3 separate regions of the Mus musculus genome follow, and regions 2 and 3 are each linked to region 1. A link is a contact called in public ChIA-PET and Hi-C data. All regions are on one chromosome and are shown on one strand. The core of a region is the stretch at or near the end of the contact, and the rest is flanking DNA. Distances in the headings are between cores, read along the strand shown. Region 1 holds the start of Dcp1b (decapping mRNA 1B). Region 2 overlaps Cacna1c (calcium channel, voltage-dependent, L type, alpha 1C subunit). Region 3 has its middle 20 kb from the start of Adipor2.

Evidence for each region. A called contact is a pair of places that touch in the nucleus more often than the background predicts. ChIA-PET counts read pairs in DNA pulled down with a chosen protein or histone mark.
Region 2: a Hi-C map of cerebral cortex shows a contact between it and region 1, with 2.0 times the contacts expected there. The contact joins the enhancer-like site here to the promoter of Dcp1b in region 1. A contact is called at or near these places in 5 of 39 promoter capture datasets (the 3T3-L1 cell line, 3T3-L1-derived adipocytes, hippocampal neurons and 1 more), 6 of 484 Hi-C or Micro-C datasets (cerebellar granule neurons, cerebellum, cerebral cortex and 3 more), 4 of 115 datasets of contacts at active chromatin or transcription factors (embryonic hindbrain, embryonic stem cells, forebrain and 1 more) and 1 of 9 other capture datasets (pancreatic islet).
Region 3: a contact with region 1 is called in an RNA polymerase II ChIA-PET map of memory CD8 T cells, with 93 read pairs. The contact joins the enhancer-like site here to the promoter of Dcp1b in region 1. A contact is called at or near these places in 2 of 39 promoter capture datasets (hippocampal neurons and neural stem cells), 1 of 484 Hi-C or Micro-C datasets (embryonic stem cells), 7 of 115 datasets of contacts at active chromatin or transcription factors (the 230-238 cell line, bone marrow-derived macrophages, embryonic stem cells and 2 more) and 3 of 9 other capture datasets (adipose tissue, liver and pancreatic islet).

The regions. Positions count from the first base shown.
Region 1 is chr6:119,173,342-119,178,314 of GRCm38.p6, forward strand. Dcp1b (decapping mRNA 1B) reads left to right here and starts at 1,912. Exons shown (of 9, transcript NM_001033379.3): 1 at 1,912-2,101. The coding sequence starts at 1,952. It also overlaps a transcript of Cacna1c not described here.
Region 2 is chr6:118,922,648-118,927,620 of GRCm38.p6, forward strand. All of the region lies in intron 3 of Cacna1c (calcium channel, voltage-dependent, L type, alpha 1C subunit), which reads right to left. Among named protein-coding and RNA genes, the nearest start is that of 4931430N09Rik, 45 kb to the left of the region's middle. Within about 2 kb of position 1,999, at least 13 of the 459 cell types and tissues checked have an H3K27ac peak or open chromatin away from gene starts, as enhancers often do. A contact at or near this core is called in cerebellar granule neurons, cerebellum, cerebral cortex and 1 more, where this site is marked.
Region 3 is chr6:119,406,144-119,411,116 of GRCm38.p6, forward strand. It overlaps a transcript of Adipor2 not described here. Among named protein-coding and RNA genes, the nearest start is that of Adipor2, 20 kb to the left of the region's middle. Within about 2 kb of position 2,003, at least 91 of the 459 cell types and tissues checked have an H3K27ac peak or open chromatin away from gene starts, as enhancers often do. A contact at or near this core is called in the 230-238 cell line, bone marrow-derived macrophages, memory CD8 T cells and 1 more, where this site is marked.

The DNA.
Region 1 (4,973 bases), core at 662-3,161:
ATCAACTTTAGAGTCAGAGTCAATATTTTTAAATAAAAAGTGTGTGTGTGTGTGTGTGTGTGTTCCCTGCTATCCAACTGTTTATGTATTTATTTATAACAAATAATATCTGTGATGGTTGGTTTTAATGTCAACTTGTCACAAATTACAATCACATGAGCAGGGAACCTCACCTGAGAAATTGTCCTGATGGCCTTGATTCATTGGTTAATGTGCAAAGATCTACTCCAAGTGTGGACAGTGCCTTCTAAGTGCAGCCCGGATAAAAAGATTGTGTGACAGAAGGAAGATTTTTTTTTACCTCTTGCTTGCTGGCCTTCCCTATTGCCACAGGCTTGGTTTGATGCTGATACTGTTATGAGAACCAGTGTTTCCAGGCTTCCACTGTTGAGTAAGGACCAGCAGCTGCCCAGATACCCAGGTATTCAGTGCCATGTTAGAACTCGTGAGGCACTCAGCTTTATGCACTGAGCAACTACCAGATTCTCATCATCCCAAGTGTAAACTGACTTAATAAGTCACATAAATGAACAAGTCCTAGCCTCACAAAGACAATGTAATGGTACAAGGGATGCCACTTTAATGATCTGTTCATGTAACTATAAATATCCTTTGATGATATATCAAAATTTGACAAAGTGCAGTTTCTTGAAGTCCTATCACCCTTTCATACTTTGTGGGACACTGAAATCCACTGATCCACATTCGCCTTGAATGGATCTCCTACCTGTATGTGAGTTTGTGACACCATTTTATTATCTGAAAATCATTGAATGACCGGGCTAAGGGAGCTATATCTTTCAAATGTTGACAGTTCCCATTAGAGTATAATCTTTTAGAAGTGTACTCATTGATAGCACCACAGGTCTCATCTGAAGAGACTTAAGTATTGAGACAGTCAAGCTCATGGCCCATTTTTTTAAAAATTAACCTAAAAAATTATCATTAGCAACAATACCTACCCCTTGATTTCTTGAAAGAAACAGGAAAATCTTAGTTTTGAAAAAGCCTGTCCAGAATCTATCTGAATAGCCATAAGTTTGTTCATCTTTCTTTCATGTTAAACTGATGCTCTGTGGAAGTAAAATTAAACCCCTGGGCTGGGTGGTGGCACACCCCAGTAGTCCTAGCACTTAAGACCCCAAGGCAGGAGGAGCAAAGACTGAAACCTGCCATAGACTCTGTCTCGAGAAACAAGCCCTCCAACCCCAGCAAAACCTACAATAAAACCACAAATTCAGCCCATCTCAAGTGCAGAACATATTTGCCTAGAGGCAAATATGGCGTGCAACAGCTCTGCGTTATCCATTCTTTCTAATTTTTCCCCCACATTAATTTAAAAAATATACCCAAAGATTGTTTTTTTTTTTTTTAATTTAGTACTTTGACCAAGGGACGCCTGGCTTCAGCTGCTCAGACAAGTTTTCCAGAGAATAATGCACAGCGGCAAGAATACACCGGCTAGTGGTGCAGTTTGGGGCCTCCCTTGGTTCTTTACCGGTGCAGTCGTCCTTTTGCACACATCATGCAAGTCTCAGAATTGTCATGGACAATCATAACCTTGCAGGCCTCTGAGGCACTCAGGAAATCCCTCACGGATATTGGGGAGCCCCATTTAAGAATTCTCAGAGTTCTTTTTGGAGTGACTATGTTTGATTGGTCATCGAAGAGCCAAAGAAGAGCTCTGCAAAGGCGTGGGCCGTATTCAAGAAGGAAATGGGCACAGCTCAGAGGCTCCTGAAGAAAGAAATAGATAAAACGGGCTTCCTTGAGCAGGGCTGAGCTTCCTGTTGCCAAGGCGACGATCCTCCGCGAGAGGACCCGGCCATCGATTAGCGAAGCCTAGCCCGGGTCCCCAAATGCCGGAAGGTCGCCCCGCCGCGCTCGCTCGCTCGCTCGGCGGTCGATTGAGGGGGCTTCCTGAAGGCTGGGCAGGAGGGTGGGTGGGAAGATGGCGGCCGCGGCGGCAGGTGGCCTGCCTGGGAAGGGACACGATATCAGCCTGGCAGCCCTGCGGCGCCACGACCCCTACATCAGTCGCATCGTGGACGTGGCCAGCCAGGTGGCTCTGTACACTTTCGGCCATCGGGCCAACGAGTGGGTGCGTGCGGACGCCGCGGCCGTGCGGAAGGCGGGGCGCGGACAGGGCGGGAGATGCTGGGCACGGCTAGGCGGGCGGGGGCCGGTCCTGGTGGAGGGCGACCCGCGGGTCCACCAGCAGGTGGGGGACGAGGGACACAGAAGGTGTGGCCGGCTCCGCTGAGTGCGGGCCACGGGCTTTGAGATCAGAAGACAGAAGCTCTCCGGCAGCGGAGGGCAGCCCGGAAGCCCCAAACTTAGATAAGTCCAGCCTCGCGGAGGAGGAGCAGCCGGAGTGCGAAATGCAGGGCAGGCACCCACCTAAGAGCAAGCGTGGGAGAATAAAGAGGAAATGGACATGGGTGGGACACCCCAGACTTGGATGTAGGAGGCCAGGGTTGGTAACCTAACCATTTCAGTCCATTTCCAACAAGACCGAGTCCCAGCCTACAGTAACTGGATGAAGTTTAGTTTTCCACACAACTAGACTGGAATTGCAACGGGAGACCAATTAGTTCTGGCCTAGGCATTGGTTCTTATCATTTATAAACCATCCCTTTGAATATATAAAAGTGTCATTTCCTCCTCTTTTGTGACTTTTGTCCAAATATTCATCAGTATATAACCAATGCTTTTAATAAGGTTCATTGGGTGTATGGAAAACACCTTGCAAATTTTCAATTTTTTTCCCCCGGTGTGTTCGCCAAGACTGAAACAAACATCAAGATTTATGCAAAGAAAACTTTCATTTTTGAGCAGATTTATGATTAAGTAGGCTGTAATAAGAACGACCCAAAAACCATGCACACAAAAGAATGAAGAAAGTTCTTGGACGTGGAGCTTGGGGCAGGCACCTGCTTCATCCCCAACACCCCTGAAACAGGGCCGGGAATCTTTTCCGATAGTTTTGTCCGAGTTCTTAACTGAAGTGAGGCAAAGAATTCATGTCTGTTCTCCTAAGAGCCAAACCTGAAGGGGAAATCTGCAGAGATCCATTGTTCTGAATATCCCTAGTTTGATTAATTGAGGCTGTCTTTCTTGGACACCAGAGGAAATTACACTATGGGCCTATATAAGTAAAGGGAGTTTCCCCACTGAAATGTTTCTCTATTTATGTGAAGATACTGTACATAAACGTGCTTCACTTCTCTAGGTCAATGTTTCTCAGCCTTCCAAATGCTGGGACTCTTTAATACAGTTCCTCCTGTTGTGGTGACCCCTAACATAAAATTATTTTCGTTGCTACTTCTTAACTGTAATTTTGCTACTCTTCTTATTGTAATGCAATTATGTTTGGAGATAGACGTATGCCAAAGGGGTTGCAACCTATTAGTTGCATGCCCTCTGCCTGGACTGGCCTCTGCCTGCCAATCCACACCTAATATTATGGAGGTAATTCAGTTAGTATACATGGAGTAGGACCCAGTAAGAGTTAGTGGGGTAAGTTGACTCGGCAGGAGGCTCAGGCTAGAAGATCAGAAGCCGTTGAAATGTACAGTGCACCATTCCCACCCCTCGGTAGCAGTTTTCCTAACGCCTCTTCACAGTCCTGTGTGGCAGAAACCGTTTTAAATCCCTACAGAGGTGGACCAAACGCCCAGTGAAGGCCAGTGTCACATTGCATTATTTACAGGAGTTTTGTTTTCCTGCTTCCTCGACTTGTTTTCTTCAGACAGGATATAATTCACTCAGTAAAAGGTCATTTCTTTTCAAAGCCCTGATCTCCTAGGCTGTGGTTGCCTGGCAAAGGAGAGAGACTTAGTTCAACAATAGAGCAGTCTCTGGGGGCAATCAAGTCATCACTGCTGTTTCCCCGTGCTGTATCACTCAGGTCTCCGGATGAAAGCCTTTCCAGTGTAAACCTAATAAGTATAAAAATATCCTTAAAAATGAAAGGGAAGGGATTGGCACGAAGACGGGTGAGGTACAGGCAGGGAGTCCTTATCACATTGGAAGTCGACGTCGGGTGTTGAGAGGAAGAAGGAGGAATGCACAGAGAGTGAGGGTCAAGGGACCGGGGATCAGTGAAGTGGTAGAGCATGTGATTAGCATGTGGAGCCTCATGTGATTAGCATGTGGAGCCTGTGCTCAGTGTGTGCACAGCCCTAGTTTAATCCCCAGAACACACGTATACTCACACAAAGGATTAAGATAGTTCTGCCATGACTAGAATAGGAATTTTAGAACTAAATTTACTCCTCTCTGCCAGGAACGAATCCTTCCCCAAAATACCCAATGTGTCGATGAAGTCTACAGCTGGTCAGACCATTTGTTCTCAGCTGGATTTGATTCCCCGCACCCCCCTCCACACACACACACACCCCGGTGACGATTGGCAATATCAGGAAACTTTGAGGATGAAGGTGTTGGTGGCATCTGCAGAGTAGAAGCAGAGGTGTCGCCAAATGCCGTGCAGTGAGCAGGCATTATATAGTTAGTCTAAAATATGCACAATGCGAAGCTGGAGGCGTGTCTTAGAACCACAAGTGCCCCTTATTTTCAGGTCACAATCCTGAATTTTCTGTGAATCAGTTACAGTATGATGGCTTTGCTGCTGCATACATGACGGAGAGAGACGGCTTCAGAAAGATGAAGTGGGCCCACTTTTGATTATTTTAACTTAGAATATTCAGTAAAGTTGAGATTGATTTCAGTTGTCCCAGATGTGTCAATGTATTTACTTCCCATAATTTATGAAACAGCATTATTTATGCGCTTCATTATTTTGAATAGCAAACAATTCTGTGTGTATATATGTGTGTGTGTATGTGTGTGTGTGTTACCTTTATTTTCAGAACACTCCAGAGCTGAACTTAACAAATTTAAGTCTGCCTTACTTAAAGGATCTGAGGAGACTAATTGCTATACCTTAAATCCACTAATTTGTACTGAAA
Region 2 (4,973 bases), core at 749-3,248, 250 kb before region 1:
AGGTGGGGGGAAGGGGAGGAGACTGAATGGGGGAGGAGACTGAATGGGACCATTCTTCATTTGGCTTGTGTGTCACTGCCATGAAGAAAACAAAGGCCAGTTGAGATGGAGGTGAGCAGTGCCTCTGGAACCCCCGTTGCTTCTGGGACAGGATAGCCAGGGCTATCCTGAGAAAGTGCTGCCAAATGCTGCCATGGGCATTGTGTCCAGCTTTTGCCAGCCAAGTGACACATTTTAATAAAAATCTATTTACACGGAGAACAAGACCAAAAGTCTCCAGACTCTAACCTCTTTACATGCACCCCCCCCCGTTTCAAGTAATCTAAAGGGGTGCAAACCACCAGGTTCCTCCCCTCTCCACCAACACCTTGTCCTGCCCCTGCTGAAGGGACTTGCAGTTCCCACAGGCTACCAGTAGGTGGTGCTGGCAAGTTCTATGTGTGGGCTACAAGGGGAGCCAAGGGCTCTTTGAAAATTCCCTGTCCGGTTCCACGTTGAGACCCCTCATAAATAACTTCCATTTTACTTTTTTTTTTCTTCAAACAAAGTATTCTTGTTTTCATAATGGCTACCATCTAAGAGCCTCTTGGACAAGACACATTCCTAGGTGCTTCAGCTACTGCACAGTCTGTGAACCCACTCTGTGATAACACTCAGTACTACCTCATAACGCAGAGGAGGTGGGATTCCCTTGCTTAAAAGTCTCGTGCGCATGGTTGGCAACTGGTCAAACCAAGGGGCCTTAAATCCAGTCTATAGACCCCTTTATTTCATGAATCTCCTGACTCACGCAGGCCAGAGAAGGCTCTCTCACAGGAGTCGGCAAGGCAGGCCTGCACCCCATAGAAAACTGCCACACACAGTTCATACTGTAATCCAGGTCCTGGAGTTCTCCTCAGACCCCTGTAGCAGGGGCAGCTGCTCCAGAAAAGGCCAAAACTACACACTGCTTCAAGTTCTCGGCTTTTCTCATTCCTCGTGACACTAGGCAGAGGAACCCCGAGTTATGCAGGAGGGGCCCTGGGAGCACAGCCCTGAGCCGGTCTCCTTAATAAAGTCAGGCACACAAGCTCCTCTGGCCACTCCCCACGGACAGCCCAACTGACCAAACTCCCACCAGAGCTTCCATGGCATCTCACCCTGCCTTGCGGTCACCTTCCCAGGTCTGGGTAGTTAGGTGGGGAAACTTCTCAGCCCAGCTCATTTCTTTGTTGCAAAGCCATTTCTCTATCCCCCACCAGCCTTTTCTCTTAGGGTATTTGACCCATGGCTTCCCCAGGGAATGCCCCATCATGGGGTTTGCAGAAAAAGTCAGCCCATCCCTCTCTAAAAGTATACATCTGCCCTGCTGCCCATAGAGGACCCAGAGGACAATGCCACTGAATCCCTCCCTTCCCCTTGGTCACAGTCAGTCCCCAGTCCCCATTTGCTGTGGCATCTGCTGAGGTAGCAGGTGCTGGCCAGAAGGTTCTCTTCTGCTGCTGCTTCTCCACCTGTGCTCGCTTACCCACATGCAGACTTCAGCTCTGCTGGGCCAATTAAAACATTAACTCTTCAGAGGGAGGGCCCCTGGTCCTAAGGACCCAGATACGTTTCCTGAGCTGGCTTCATTTCTCTGAAGGTGGCAAGGAAGGTGAAGGACTGGGTGGGTCCTCAGGGAAGCTGCTTGGCATCCAGCTTCACTGCCAGAGGGCCACACACATATAGCCACACATCTATAGCTTACCCTGTGTAGATTTGGTATCTTCTTGCTCAGAGCAAATGGCCTGGATTGGGTGACCTCTAAAGGCAAGCGTTTAGTGATTCTATATGCCTCGACACAAATGTCCTCTTACCGGTCAAGAGTCGCTTGGGCTCGGTATGAGCACAGAGTATCAAAAGAGAAGAGCTGCTCCTTTGTAAACAGTATCTCGGCTAACCACTCAGGATCCTAAAGACGTTATCTCACGGACTCCGGTGCCTTGGAGCATCACCCACATGGCCAGGTCAGCAGCCTCTGTGAGCACAGATGTCTCCCTAATGACAGGGACTCACTGCCCAGCACTGCAGGCACATTGCACATACTCAGTATAGGTCTAAATACACTCGGAGAAACACGGTTGAGGCGAGCACACACTTATTAGATATTTTAGTTCTTCTCTATGCCTGACCTGTAGCTTTTCATTTAAAAACTGAGTTTCTGATAACTCTAATGTTGCTTCTGGAGGTAGCTGGCTTCCTGCCTCCAGCTACGCCATCGCTAGGCAGTCAAGAAAACTCAGGATGACCACTAGGTACAATGGCCTGACACATTCTCCTGGAGAGGTACCACTTGCTGACCGCTGAGAGCTCTTATTTCAGATGCACATAACCTTCCTCTAGTCTGTCTGCCACCAAGCACAACAAGAGAGCAAGCTAGTTCTTGTTTTGGCTCATGATCACTCTGCCCACTATCCAGGACTTCTCTTCCCATAGGGGACACATTGGGTGCATACTTAATCAAAGAAACTCAATTCATAGACATCCTAATTCTTCCCATTGGTCTCTCATGAGCAATGGAACTTCTAGAGGTCCTGTCACTCACAACACAGACCCTGAACAACAAGACCACAGAATGCATACCAGACGAGGTGATCAGTTGGTGATTTGAAATGGTTTTTTAGCAACAGGTGGTCACTGGAGTCACAGGGGAATTTAAAGAGATTCTTGATGCCCAGGTCATGTCTGTGGAGAGTCCAACTTAGTCAAGCAGTGTGATCTGAGTCCAGCCGCTCGGCCTGATCACAAGCTGGTTAGAAACGCGGACTATCCAGCTATGCCCAGAGCCACCAAGAACCTGTGGCCAATGAACGCTACAGGTGACCCGAAGCCAGATGGTCCAAATCAGACAGAGGGTCTGGTAATTCTTGTTTAAAGAGCCTGGATGGTTATAGGGCCTGACCACAGATCAGAAATATTAATGTAAAAAAAAAATCCCACAGGGTCGCTGTCAATAGCACCTGGCCATTGAATTACCAAGCTTTTCATGGTAAGACCAAAGGGGGACCATAGGGGACAAAGCAACCACTCAGGGTGCTGGCTCTGTGGACTCAATCTTCCTAAATCCCAGGGACAAACAAGTCACATTCATTTCTAGTGCAAAGTTTCTGTGGAAGTGTATTCTGCACAGAACTACCTCAGAGACAACCGTGAAAGCACAGATGTTTGGATCGCAGTCCTAATGTAAGAGGTTGACTCGGTTCTTGGCTCTTTCTCTCCCCTGAAGAAGCCAAGCGAGAAGGGGATCCATTCTCAGATTCTCCCCACCCTAGAGCATTCCTGGGGAAGAAGGGAGAAAGGAGTAAAAAGAACCAGGAAATCAAGCCACCAATAGTGTCCACACCTGTGTCCCCAGCTGAGGCAGGAGGGCTGCCACGGAGGGGGTGGGGGGATGGGGGAGGCTCCTGTAGCACTCCCTGCATCTGTATCCTGGTGTCTCCTTTGTATACTGGTCAACCATACAGCATTCAAATTGCTTATATGACCCTGACCCCGCCCCCCACAACTTTGAATTTTCTCCCCAGAAAACAAGAATTTTAAATCTGCTTAATGTCCCACTGGGATTGTCAAGCCCTTAGGACAGAGGTATAAGGGAAATTCACTATCAACATTTGTTGGCAAATGCTAGCCACAGTACATTCTTAAGGAACTGAGCAGCAATACACTATCCGCTGTCCCGTCCTTTAGTCCTTTAGTGAAAGAAAGCACAACAAAGAAATCAAGACCACCCCTGGGCAATGCTTTCAGAAAAGAGCTGCTCTGTGGATTTTGAGAGTTAGGTAACTCTTCTGTGCACTTGCCACCCGCCACCTGCTAGGGAGCTCATAGGTCAAAGACTGTGACACCCGATTCTGGCCACTCTGAGAAAATCCACCTCGAAGCCAGAGAGACTGCTGTGTCAACAGCCTCCCATCACTGATGAAGGCTCACAGGGGTCCTTCTTATCTGCCATCCTGCTTCTGGCATCTTCTCATCTGTTCGATTCACTCAAAAGAATTCTCTTCCATTAATACCAGAACGCAGGGCATCCCCTGACCTTTACCAAAGAGCAGGAGGTTCCTATTTTGTGCTCCATCCCCATGCAAACAGCCAGCCAATCCTGCTGGTCTAGGTGAGCTTTGACTCCAGTTCTAAAGGCAAAGGCAGACAGGCTAGCCTGGTGCCAAGGCTTTCTGTGGTGACAAAGGACATGCAAAACCAGAAATGGCTAAGTACAAATGTCAAGGGCCCAGCTCTTGGTAAATGGTCATTCTTACTCTAGCCTTCAGCAGGGATTCATCGAGATGTTAGCTTAAGCTAGAGCCCAGACACTGAAGACCTCTGCAGGCCTCTGCCTTCTGGTTATAAAAGGAGGCAGCTGGAGCCCTAAAAGGTGATGGTTTAAACACACGAAATCCTGAAACACGGCGCAGTTTCAAAGCCACACCCCAGCCCCAGTGGGAAAAGACTGACCCCTTCTCCCCCACTGTGGTATTCTTGGGACTCCAAAGTTCATACTTCTCATCCTCCAGCAAAAGGCCTGCCTGGAAGGCACACACAAGCAACAGGTCAAGAAACGAGCAGAAATAATGACACCCAAGAGTTCCAAACAGAAGAGCGAGAAGGAAGCTGGGGGCTGGGAAGACAGTGGAAGTCTCGCTTTAGGTATTTCACTGAAGCCCCAGAACACAGCCTCTCCTAGAACTGGGTCAAGCCACCTGGGGGAGGGAACTGCCAGGAGTGAGATGTCCAAGAAGATCCTATATACTGCCAGCACAAGCCGTCAGAAAGATGGTGACGGTTTCCTTGGCGTTCAGGCCCTGGACCACCCTGCCTTTCCTTCCTTCCTAAGTGGGTCCAACCAGCCTGGTGCTGGTAAAACCAACTGCTTTTGGGGAGGGGGGTCAGAAAGATTTAGGTGTAGTGTTTGTCCACTGTAAATCTTCCATGGCAGCTCATCTTGGCTGGCTTTGTGG
Region 3 (4,973 bases), core at 753-3,252, 230 kb after region 1:
CAGTCAGGAGAGTGTTTACCGAGTATAGACAAAAGCCCGGTTCCATTTCCAGCACCACATAAAGCAAGCAGAGTAGCACGTACCTGGAACCCTAGCATTCAAGAGGTAGAAGCAGAAGGAACAGAAACTCGGGATCATCCTTGGCTTCCTAGTGAGTTCAGGACAGTAATGATTTGGGCTGACAACACAGCTTAGTGGGTAGGAACACTTGGCTGCACAAGCATAAGGACCCGAGTTCAAATCCCCAGCACCCATGAAGAAAATCCACATGGTTTTCAGGTACACCTGAAACAACAGTGCTGTGGAGAGGAAACAGGAGGATGAGTTGAGTGAGGCTTGCTGCAGATTCAGTGAGAGCCCTTCTCAAGGAGTTAAGATGGAAAGTGACGGAGAAGGATGCTTGACATCTGCTGGTGTCCACTAAGGCACAGGCAGGCACACCTACCTGCACACGTGCCTTTGCTGGCGTAAATTAACAAACTGATACTAAAAGTCCAATGAGAATGGATAGGGACTGGCCAAAACAGTCTTGAGAAAGTGGGACGGGTGAAGGGCTCACATTTCCCAGTGCTAAAGCTACAAAGACACTTGATCCCCCGCGCACGACACAAACAGCTTGGCTTGGTGGCATACACGCCTGAGATCCCAGCACCCAGGAGGAAGAAGGAGGAAGAGACAGAAGAGCTGAAGTTCAAGGTCATCTTTGGCTACATATGGAGTTTGAGAAAAGTCAGGACTACATGAGACCCTGCCTCAAAAAGCAAGAAGAGTCAATCCCAGCACTCAGAAGGTGGAGACAGGAGGATCTCTGTGAGCTCCAGGAAGAAAAAAGGAGCAAACAGAGGGAGCTGGAGAGGTGCTCAGAACTGTAACTTTAGCCTCTGTAGGCACTGGCATGCATACATGCAGGCAACACATTCATACACAGAGAATAAAAATAATACTTTGAAAAAACCTGAGAGAGGAGATTTATTCAATGTGGCCACACTGGGAAAGGGACTAAACAAAGGGTCTAGTGGACAGACCAAGACCATCTTTAGGCACCGACTTGGGCTCTGGGGACTCTCACAAGAAGGCAAGAGTTGTGCATAATTGTGGTGGCGCATGCCTTTAATCCCAGCACTCAGGAGGCAGAAGCAGGCGGATTTCTGAGTTCAAGGTCAGCCTGGTCTACAAAGTGAGTTCCAGGACAGCCAGGGCTACACAGAGAAACCCTGTCTCGAAAACCAAAACAAACAAACAAAAGAGTTGTGCATAATTAAGCAGCCTTTGTCCAGGTGTGGGCTCCTTGACCCTCGTCTCCGTCAAGTTTTCCAGGAGGGCCCAAAGATGATCATCGCTTGTGTGGATCCAACTGAATTTTTAAATTTTTTTTTTTTTTTTTTTTTGAGACAGGATCTCACTAACTAGTCCTTGCTTTGTAGACTAGGCTGTGCCACCATGACTGACAAAGTGATCAGCACGGGCTATGGAGATGCTCCCGTCCGCCAGATTATATACCTCTGCCATTTTAAAAAACACATCGACAGGGACTCTGACTCCAAGATTTCTGAATCATTTGAGTAAATTACTCAAACTTGAAAAGATTTGGGGTCAGAGTCCGGGTGCGTAGCTAAGCATTGTAGTACATGATTTAATCTCAGTACTCAGAAGCAAAGGAAGAAGAAATTTCTGTAAGTTTAAGGTCAACAGCAAATCCCAGACCAGCCAGGGACAGGCAGTAAAATCCTGGCTCAAAAGAAGGCGGGGGGGGGGGGGGGGCAATAAAAATGTTTCACGAACTCAGTGAATAGAAAGGCTGGAATCCTACAATATCCTCTTTGAGTACACTCCCAGTGACCCTCCCACTCGTCCCCACCTCCTAAAGGTCCCAATATTCCCAATAGAACCACTCTCTAGGGGCAAAGTCTCAGCTAAATACAAGCCTCTGGGAAGACACTCGACATTCAATATTCAACTGTGTACAGTGAGAACAGAAACGGCCTCTGTTACAATCAAGCCCGCAGAAGAGGAAGGGTTGACATAGCTCTGCCATGGTGAAGACTTCCTGCCCCAAAGTAAGGAGTCCAGGGGACCTGAAACGCCCAGGTTCCACCCTCAGCCCCTCCTCACCCCACCCCCACCCCAGAACTCACTGTGCCATTGAGTCCTGCTGCTTCTGCCTCCCAAGTACTGGGATGTTCAGGGTTACATACCCCGTTATTTATGTGATACTGGGTGCTGAACCCAAGGCTAGGCAAACACTCCACAAGAAGTCTACACCTCCACCCCCTTTTTTCAGGTTTTTTTTTTGGGGGGGGTCTCAAACTATAGGCTACACTGACATGAAACTAATGGCAAAATTCCTACCTCGGTGAGTGTCGGGTTTGGGGATTTTAATTCCTTGCCTCACTGGTTAGGTAGAGGCTATTCTAAAACTGCAGTGCTCTCAGAACTGACTACAGCTTCACCAGGTCAAATAGGCAGCTTGCCTTCCTTGAACCTGTAATCTTGACTACCTATAAAGGGGAGTGTGTGTGTGTGTGTGTGTGTGTGTGTGTGTGCGCGCGCGCACGCGAGCACTCACACACTCAAGCCTTTGTCCTAACCCCTGCCGTGCTTTCAGAAAGGAAGAAACCCACTGTCACCACTGGCTGAGTTTTGGTAACCAGGGAGAGCTTGTGATTCTCACCACAAGGAACAAGACCCAGGGAAGGTCTGTGGTTTGTGGGAGGTTGTATCTCAGCAACTGCTTGTGACACACAACCCATTACAGTTTATCTGAAAGGAATAAAATAAAATAACATATACGAACACAGGAAGGAGCCTAGTGGTAGCCTGTTCGTACAGTAGCCTGCCTCTCGCCATTCCTCTTTTCCAAGTTAGTCCCCTGCTTGCCAGTCAGATAAAATACAAGTGAAGTAAAAGGTGTCCTTAGACAAAAACCAAAACAGACTGGATTTTTTTTTTTTTTGAAACTGGAATTACAGATGGTTGTTGGCCACCACTTAAGTACTGGCAACCAAACCTAGGCCTTCTGGAAGAGAAGCCAGTGCTCCTAACTACTGAGCTGTCTCTATAGCCTTAGGTAACTCTTTTTTTTTTTTTTTTTTTTTTTTGAGACAAGGTATTGCTTATGTAGCACTGGCTGGCAAGAATTCCCTTTATAGTATAGACTGGCCTTGACTTTATAGAGATCCAAGTAGCTCTTTCTCCAGAGTGTTGGGATTATAAATGTGGGATACCACACACAGCTAGACTAGGCTCTTTCCTTTCCTTCCCCTTCCTCTTCCTCTTCCTCTTCCCCTTCCTTGCTTGCTTCCTTCCTTCCTCCCTTCCTCCCCCTCTCTTTCTTTTCTTCCTTTCTTTCTCTCCTTTTCTGTTTTTTTTGTTTTTTCAAGACAGAATTTCTCTATGTAGCCCTGGCTGTCCTGGAACTCACCCTGTAGACCAGGCTGGCCTCAAACTCAGACATCAACTTGCCTCTGCCTCTGAGATTAAAGGCCTGAGCCACCACCGACTGGCATTTCTTCCGTGTTTTCCTGAACTTGAACTTTAACAGAGAGCTTTGTGCATGCTAAGTAAGCATACTATCCCTGATCTGTCCCTTATCATTGGGGTGATAGTTCAGTTATCAATGGGGTGATATTTCAATGTTCCCCTTATCTGAGTTCCATAGGTGCTTCTAAGTCAAGCATTAATAGGGTTCATGCTGAGTCCAGAGGTTTCCCATCTCTGGAGCTTATTGGTAGAGATTGAGTAGAGTGACTTAGCCGTGTGACATATTGGCTCACATCCAGACTGTTTCAAAAAGGGAGACTAAAATAAAGGGGCTGATTAGAGCTGGGGCCAATGGGGGTTGGGTCATGGCTCCAGAGAATTTCAAAACCTGTTGTGAGAACAGCAAGAATAATCTGTCTTCCAGATAACAGTTTCCCTCTGCCCCAATTCTGCTCAAGGTTCAAAGGCTAAGCCTTTTCCTGGCACACAGGTCTCCAGACAGGCTCTTTCACAAGGTCAAAATGCAATGAAACTCCAGCCTCCCATGCTTTAACTCTGGGTGAGAAGATGTGGGTGAAGGTTTCTCATGGTATTTTTCAAGTATTTGGGATTGGTTGGTTAGTTGGCTGGCTTGAGATGGGGGGTCTTGCTATGTAACCCAGGCTAGCCTTAAGGTCTCTACCCTCCTGCTTCAGCCTCCAGAGTATCAGGATTGCAGTCACCCACCCTAGCTGGCCTAGGCTAATTTTCCATAATGTGATTGAGTTCCTTCCTCCTCAGCCTCCAGATGGCAAATGCAGTACTCTGTCCCTTTATTGATAGCCTCTAGATTCCTTTAAGATTATTTGCTGTCAAAATTTTGTGAACTTGACACAAACCTACACAGAGGGAAGTGGGAACCCCATTGAGGAATTACTTCCATTGGCTTGGGCATGTCTATGGGGCATTTTTCTCAATTGTCAGTTGATGTGGGTGAGCCAAGCCCACTGTGGGCAGCACCATCCCTAGGCAAGTAGGCCAGGCCCATATAGGAAAAGTAGCTGAGCAAGTCAGTAAACAGCATTCCTCCATGGTCTCTGCTCCAGATTCTGCTCCTGGTTCCTACCGTGAGTTACTGCCTTGGCTCCTTCAGTGAAGGACTGCAGTCTGTAAATCAAATAAGTCCACCCCTCCCCTACTTTGGCTTTGGCCAGTGTTTAATCACGGTAATGAAAAGCAAACTAGGACATTCTAGCTCTGCTGTGAGGAATTTTTAGCATTTATACCTTTTTGTACACCTAAGAGAACTATCTATAAGATAATTTTCCTTATTTGTTTTAAACTCGTTTATGTAAGGGTATGCTTGTATATATGTATTGACACACAAGGCCGGAGGACCACCGTTTTTGAGACAGAGTATCTCTATACAGCCCGGCTGTCCTAGAACTCTCTATGTAAATCCACCTGCCTCAGCTATGATTAAAGGCATGAACTCCCCAGGCTCAGCTATAAGA